Linked DNA regions of Mus musculus: region 1 is linked to region 2. The links are chromatin contacts, called in public HiChIP or PLAC-seq maps. All regions are on one chromosome and are shown on one strand. Each heading gives the region's core, a stretch centred on a gene start, on an enhancer-like site or on the middle of the called end of the contact. The rest is flanking DNA. Distances are from core to core; before and after follow the strand shown. Region 1 has its middle 4.2 kb from the start of Gm35145. Region 2 overlaps Zfhx3 (zinc finger homeobox 3).

Evidence for each region. HiChIP or PLAC-seq counts read pairs in DNA pulled down with a chosen protein or histone mark.
Region 1: an H3K4me3 HiChIP or PLAC-seq map of embryonic basal ganglia shows a contact between it and region 2, with 5 times the contacts expected there. The contact joins two enhancer-like sites. A contact is called at or near these places in 1 of 39 promoter capture datasets (hippocampal neurons), 2 of 484 Hi-C or Micro-C datasets (both in embryonic stem cells), 3 of 115 datasets of contacts at active chromatin or transcription factors (embryonic basal ganglia and embryonic stem cells) and 1 of 9 other capture datasets (embryonic stem cells).

Annotation. Positions count from the first base shown.
Region 1 is chr8:109,463,532-109,467,142 of GRCm38.p6, forward strand. It overlaps a transcript of Pmfbp1 not described here. Among named protein-coding and RNA genes, the nearest start is that of Gm35145, 4.2 kb to the left of the region's middle. Within about 2 kb of position 1,285, at least 72 of the 459 cell types and tissues checked have an H3K27ac peak or open chromatin away from gene starts, as enhancers often do. A contact at or near this core is called in embryonic basal ganglia, where this site is marked.
Region 2 is chr8:108,942,990-108,946,160 of GRCm38.p6, forward strand. Zfhx3 (zinc finger homeobox 3) reads left to right here. Exons shown (of 10, transcript NM_007496.2): 8 at 2,113-2,215. Among named protein-coding and RNA genes, the nearest start is that of Mir3108, 7.7 kb to the left of the region's middle. Within about 2 kb of position 1,597, at least 14 of the 459 cell types and tissues checked have an H3K27ac peak or open chromatin away from gene starts, as enhancers often do. A contact at or near this core is called in embryonic basal ganglia, where this site is marked.

The sequences.
Region 1 (3,611 bases), core at 35-2,534, 520 kb after region 2:
TGATGTCTTCCTCAGCCATTTAGAGACACCCACCCACTAATGCAAGCCACCACAGAAACTACCTTTTTTTTTCCTCCCCCCCCCCAAAAAAAAAAAGATATCCAATAATTTCCCTATTTTTAAGGTTCCTTTTGCGTGACCTTCAACATGGACTCTCTGAGAGCTGGACTCTACCTAGACTCCATTTAGTTATTCCAGCAGGTTTTACATCTTTTTTAAAGTAGCATCCATAAAAGAGGAAGGTCACTGGAGGGCTAGGGCCATGCAAAGACTGTCAGCTAGGAGGACTCCGCCTCCTGCCTCTGAACACAGACAGACTGCTGACAACACCTGAACCAAGGGGCCAGAGGTGACCTTGGGCTGGAAACAAAGGACTAAACCCGGAAGAACGATTTCCCCCGTCCCTGCAGCAAGACGGGCAACTCACCCTAGGCTGCCCAAGAGCACGGAAAACAAAGGCTCATTTGGCATCTCTGATACCATCTTTGGAAGTGAATAAGACAAATAGCTTAAAAGGGGAGGAGGGATCGATGACACGGCTAACTTGAGACTGTCCGTATGAGACACTCTGATTTATCAGCCTTCATGGAAGCTGATAAGCTCTCGAAATGAGTGTTCTGTGATAGGCGGCTGTACCTCCTGGGCGTCTGGGCTGCTCCCCTGGTTGGGGGGCCGGGAGGGAGGTGACTGTGATGGAGACTGAAAACTCACCCTTTGATTCCATTATTCACTGACCCCATGGGCTTTGCCTCATTATGATGGGGCTGTTAATTGTGCTATTCCAAAGCACAGTCAAAAGCTGACAGAAATTGTATTTCACAACAGGTTTAGGGGAAAGGGGTGGGGGTGGGGTGGGGCGACTATTGCTGTCTTTTTTTTTTTTATTGGTATTATTATAAAGGCTGTGTTTCTTGCATTAGCAGCCAGAGTCAGAGAAAACCGCACGGCCACGTGGGAAGGAGAAGGGCAGTTCTCCCCAGGGCAGGGGGATGTGCGGGATCCAGCAGGCAGAGGGAAGCTATTATTGCAGATAAGAATAAGAAAATGGAGCTGTAAAGTGGGCGAGTAGCCGGGTTGAATATTGGTGTTGAACAGCGTCTGAGCGCCGGCTGGCACTGCCTGAGTAAGATTAAAATCTGCAGGGAAATTTTGTTCCTTGGCACTGGCAGAAATTAGGAATAAATTCAATTGCATTCTGCACAATAGCTGGAAGCGATTGAGGTTAAGTGGCCTCGCTCTCTGATGTGTTAGTATTACTGAGCGCTCTCCGCTCACGTGACTCTGCTCTTGGAACAGGTCGCCATGGCAACTGATGATTTCTATTACAGTACATTCAAGTTCACATTCTAGGCCTGTCATACACTTGGAAATTTCCAGTTAAAATATTTATTTATGAAAAAGGCAAAAGAAAAAAAAAAGAAATGAAATGAAGGAAGAGAAGGAAAAGAAAGGAAAAGCCCCCGTCAGACTCTTGCAAGGGTGGAAAACAAGTCACCTCTGATGCAGAATGATTCGTCTGTAAACAAGGAGAGAGTGTTCTATTTTCTCTTAGCTATTGCCACCAAACAAAACATTTCCCATGGGGGGATGGGCCAACTTTGTTGGGGAGAGGGGCAAGTTAGCATCATACCTACCTAGGTCTGGTGTGCAGGTGTGTGTGTTGTGGAGCCGAGGCAGAGCGACCAAGGCAGTCTGGAAAAGCCACAGCTCTGAGTTTCCACCCCACTCTCAGAGACACATGGTTCTGATTTCTGCTGCCCACTAAGCCTCTGCACTTCATCTTACTCAATGCTCAGCAGCAAAAGAGCTGCTGTCACCTCTCAGCCATAACCACGAGGCAGAGAGATTTCTTGTCATGGGTCAATTCTGTGGGGGTCCCCAAAGGTCCTCAAAGCTGACCCCAATAGAGGAGGAGGCAGCCTGGGGCGTAACATGGAAGACTGCTCTCTCATGGAAGCCATAACCCTGCTCCATAATGATGCTTTCTGTGACTTGTACTTCCACTGGGCACTTCCAAAAAGACCCCGGGGACAGCCCTTGCCCATCCCTACCCGTCTACTAACCTAGGAAGGGTTATACATGTCCACTGGCTTGCCCCTGGAAAAAGGCAAGCTAAGGGTTAAACTAAACCTTTCCTGGGAGAGAAGTCATTATTTCCTGGCCAAGAATTATGCAGGGATGGCTTGCTAACAAGGCCTCCTAGCTTTGTGTATGTTTTCCCCTTAGTCAGGCATATTAAATATGTTAATAAAAGATTCCCCAAAGCTTTCTCTATCAGAAGCTTCCAGGTGGCTGCAGTGACCCTGGGTGCCCAATTACCTGGTGAGGTCACCCCATGACTCACAGATGGAGCTCTCTCTCTCAATCTCTCTCTCTCTCTCTCTCTCTCTCTCTCAAAATCTCCACACTCTCTTTTTGCTCGTGGCTTCTGCTAAGCCTGGTTACAATCGCATGCAGCTCTGTGGCCAGAACCCATTATGTAAAGCAAGGCAGTGTCTCCTGCCCTTGCCTAGCTGTGAGAGCCATAGGCTACTACTAGTGTAAAATATGGATCGCTAGTGTGTCTCAGACCAGCAGAGTCAGAATCTCCAGGTGATTCTGCATCCTTAAAACCAACTAAATTTGGCAAGTGCTGCCCGTAGACCATCGAGCAGGCTAGTGATACTATGGCTGTCTGTGGGTATGTGTGTGCACGGACACATACCTACGCAAGTGTCCAGGTGTGCCAAAGAACAATGGCAGGCATCTCAGTTGGTCTCCAAACAGTTTTGGTTTTTTGGTTTTTTGGTTTTTGTTTTTGTTTTTGTTTTGAGATAGAATCTCTCTAGGAAACTGGAGCTCACCTATCTAGATAGACTGGCTGGGTAGCAGGCTCCCAGGACCATGCTGTCTGTCTCTGCCTCCCTGGTGTTGGAATTACAGACACATACCACCGTGCCTGATGTTTACAGAGATGCTGTGGAGTCAAGCATGGGCTTTCATACTTGCGCAGCAAATACTTTACTGATTGAGCCACTGCCCCAACCCAAAGCTTTCTTTAAAAAGGAATTATACTGACATCCTAATGTCTCCCTGTGAGATACTGAGCCAGAAGTCTTATGGGGAACTCCGACCTGCTATTCATGAAGAATAGGGGCAAGACAAACTAGAACAGTAGTTTTAAAGAATGTAAAGATTGGGCTAGTAGCTATAGAGATTCCTTAATGGAAGCATGAATGAATTTGGCCCGGCTAATACGAACACATTTTCTATACCACCAAGGAGTTATTTCCTGTATAAGAAAAGAAATTCTTCTTAAAGCACAGATCCATCAATGTGTCGATGCAGCTGCTCTAAGCAGAGTGTGTGCATGGATGGCTGTCACCGATGGGCATGAGGTGAAGTGTAAGGTTAAAGTTTTAGTCCCACTCAGCAGCTTTCCTATGAGGAATTGCAAGACAGGTGTTATGCTTGCAGATTGCTGACTGCAAGTGCAAAGTAAGGCGGCAGCATCAAAGATGCCAGCACTGAAGCCAGAAGCCTGGCCAGGGACCTTCCTGTTCTGTATTCAGCAGAGATGATGGGAAGCTCAGCAGATGAGCAGTCCAGGTACCCTGTGCTCTGTCTCCGTG
Region 2 (3,171 bases), core at 347-2,846:
TTTTACTCTGTAGGGCTTTTTTTTTTTACTTCTCATGATTCATTTTTTCATAATTCCTAAAGATCCCCCAAAAGGACTGATCCTGCAGCTACAACTGAGAAAAAAGGTGTGTGGGGGGGCTCTTTTTATTTTCCTTCTCTTTCTCTCCCTCTTACCCCCCACCTCGTGCTCCCCCTCGGCTGAAGAGGCTGAAGACTATAAATTAATCGGTGACCTTTCACTTCTTGGATTCCCGCTGGACTCCCCAACCACACTGGTCAGAAATGCTTTCTATTAAGGAGAAAATAGAACGAGTTTGGCAGTCCCCACTCTGTTCTGGGCAATTCAGCTAGCTAGCTCTACAGCAGCTGTCTGTCGCAGGCTCCATGCACTGTGGTGCAGCTGTCTGAAGGCGGGCACATGCCTTTCCCATTCACCTGCCACACACCTGCTCTGCCTAGCGCGGTGGGCCTTCTCCTCAAGACCCTTCTCTGGAGCGCCTATTGCTTAGGTTTTGTGTCTACTGGTTTCCAGACCTGTAAAACCCTATCTCGTGCACCTAAATACGAAGTCGTCTTTTTGGCCAGCAGCCACATTTGTTCTAGTTCCCCCTACTTGTTGAGCCTGTTGTTGGTGACACTAGCGGACTTGGCCAGCAGCTGTCTGAGAAAGGCAAGGATCTCACAACCTCTCAAATAATTTTTAAAATATTAAGTTTAAACAAGCGAAATTAGTCTTGCAGTGAAGTTTTGTCTGATTGGTCCAGCAGGGCCTCTGGGTGGGGCTAGGTACTATGCCACCTCCCGTTACTCCTCCAGCCATTGTCAAATTAAAGACAGTTTCTAGTGCATCTGGAATTGTTATCGATGTCAAATGTTCCTGCCTCGTGGCAAAGAGAGATTGCTGCCCACTCCCCTGTTAGTTTCCAGAGTGTCACACGTGTACACAATGAGACATGGTCATGCCTATGCCCCAGTTCGTCCTCCAACCCCACCCAAATGAGGTAGACAATCTGTAGGTCCCCCTGCAGACTGAGGAGCTATGGGTAGTGGGCACTTGCCGGGAAAGGGAGAATTGTTTGGTTTTTAAGGTTGTGGCCACTGGAGAGCTGTACTTGCAGGTTAGCGAACTCTTTAACTCTTGCAGGTTAGCGAACTCTTTAGATGGAGAGTCCTTATTCTTCGCCCGGATACTGAAGGCTGCCATGGCCTGTCACTGTCACACATCCAGAAGAGCCTGTGATAGGAGCTAGCTTCTGGCCCACACAGCAGGGAGGCAGAGCACAAAGTCTGAGGATCTGACCTAAAATGTAGCTACTTAGATCTTAGGGCTAATTATGGAAATGTTCCATTAGGGGCTAACGGCCCAGTCTCAGGGAAGGGGGCTTCCGTTGTAGAACGCTGTGCAGAATTAGCTGGATTGCTGGGATTCTGGGCACACGCTCCCTCTGATGCTGTGTGCCCCATGCATAAAAGGCTCTAGACGAAACTCTGGCTTAACGTGAGTCACAAGAACTGCTTGTTTGTGCTTGATGTCAGCTTGTAAAGGGTTACACGGTGTTGTTCCCTGGAAAAGCTGCCAGTGTGTGCGCGTCCTTAGCCTCCCTTTGTTCTCCTTTCTGCCTCTTACCCTTTCCTTCACTCCGCCAACTCCCCTCCTCTCCTCGCCTGAATACATTTTGAAAACAGTGCTACAATGCTCCCTGCTTCCAGATTACCGCGTACTTTACTAGGTATGATTTAATTAGGGCCCTTATTATGTTTGCGGTAGCTTAAGGTGGGCCTTTCAACTTATCTACCTAATTGGTTGCCCAAGAAGTTTCACAGCCCGTGACAAAACATTGTCAGTGATCAAAGTCAAAATTCTGCATAAAAGAAAAATATTAATAATAAGATTACTCTTCAAGTGTGCACTGCTAATTATGTCCAGAATGTAACCGTAGAAACACTTTTGACTGATGTGAGCTTTGTCTAATAAACATGAGTCTTCACTGAGCTATGCAAAGTGACACCTCCAGCTTCTACGCTGGTGAAGGCTAATTTTGCTTATTGAATACTTTTTAAACCTTTCGTATTTTGTGTCTGTTTTCCCCCGCGCCTTGACTCTGTCGTCTCGCTGCCTCTCTCCCCTCAGGTGACCGCTCCTGAGATGGTTATGCCTAGTAGCATGTTCCTCCCTGCTGCCGCTGCGGACCGAGATGGGAACTCCACTTTGGAAGAGGCAGGAAAGCAACCTGGTCAGTGTCGCTAATCATAATTCCTCCAGCCAGAAACAAGATGAATTCTTGGTCAAAAATCTCCATGGGGCACAAGGGCTGAGGGATTCTTTACAGTATATCCCAAGTGAATGGGGCTGATGGGTTTTATCAGCAAAGCCTGTGGCCTTTTAGGTCTTAGGAAGTATCTTGTAGTCAGTTTGCTCATGGACATCCCCATGGTGAACTCAGCCAAAGACATGGCTGCTAGAGCCTTGCCACTCAATGAGATCCCTCAGCTGTCTCTCTCACTACCTCTGCATAGAACGCTTGGAGTCTTCTGGAATCGCCTTGTTTAAACATACCGCTTGTAAGGACCATTGTCACAGGCGTTTCTGCTGCAGTAGTGAGATAGCTCTTAGGCCTCCGTGCTGGTTCTTTGCTCTCCTCAGTCTTGAGCACACTCTTACAGGCATCTAAGGTTCACACTGCCGGGGCCCAGCCCTCTTCCTTGTGACGTGGCCACATTAGAAGGAGACCTGGGAAGAGCCAGGGTACTTATGGATATGATGAACCTTTTTTTTTTTTTAAAGTAGTACAGTTAAATAATTAACTTTCCTGCTAACGTGAGCAGAGACCTGGGTTCTAGAAACAGTGATGTAAAAGCCAGGGGGGAGGGGTGTCACATTAAACACGAAACTAAATGCTTTCAAGAATCCTGAAACCCTAAATGCAGGACTTCCTCACAGCTTAGGACAGCATTAGTGCAGCTGCCCCTGACAACAGACCTGATGTGCTAAAATTCCTATAACCAAAAAAGTGGGCGTGAATGGTACCCTTGAGACCAGTAACCTTCAGATGACCTTTTGAGAAACCGAGGCTTCAGAATTAAATACAGTTAGGAGACTGTTGGGTCTATGCTATGACACAGGCCTGTTACGAATTGGGCCTATATATAATATAGCCTTCTTCCTATCCATCTGTTCTTGGGCACCTTG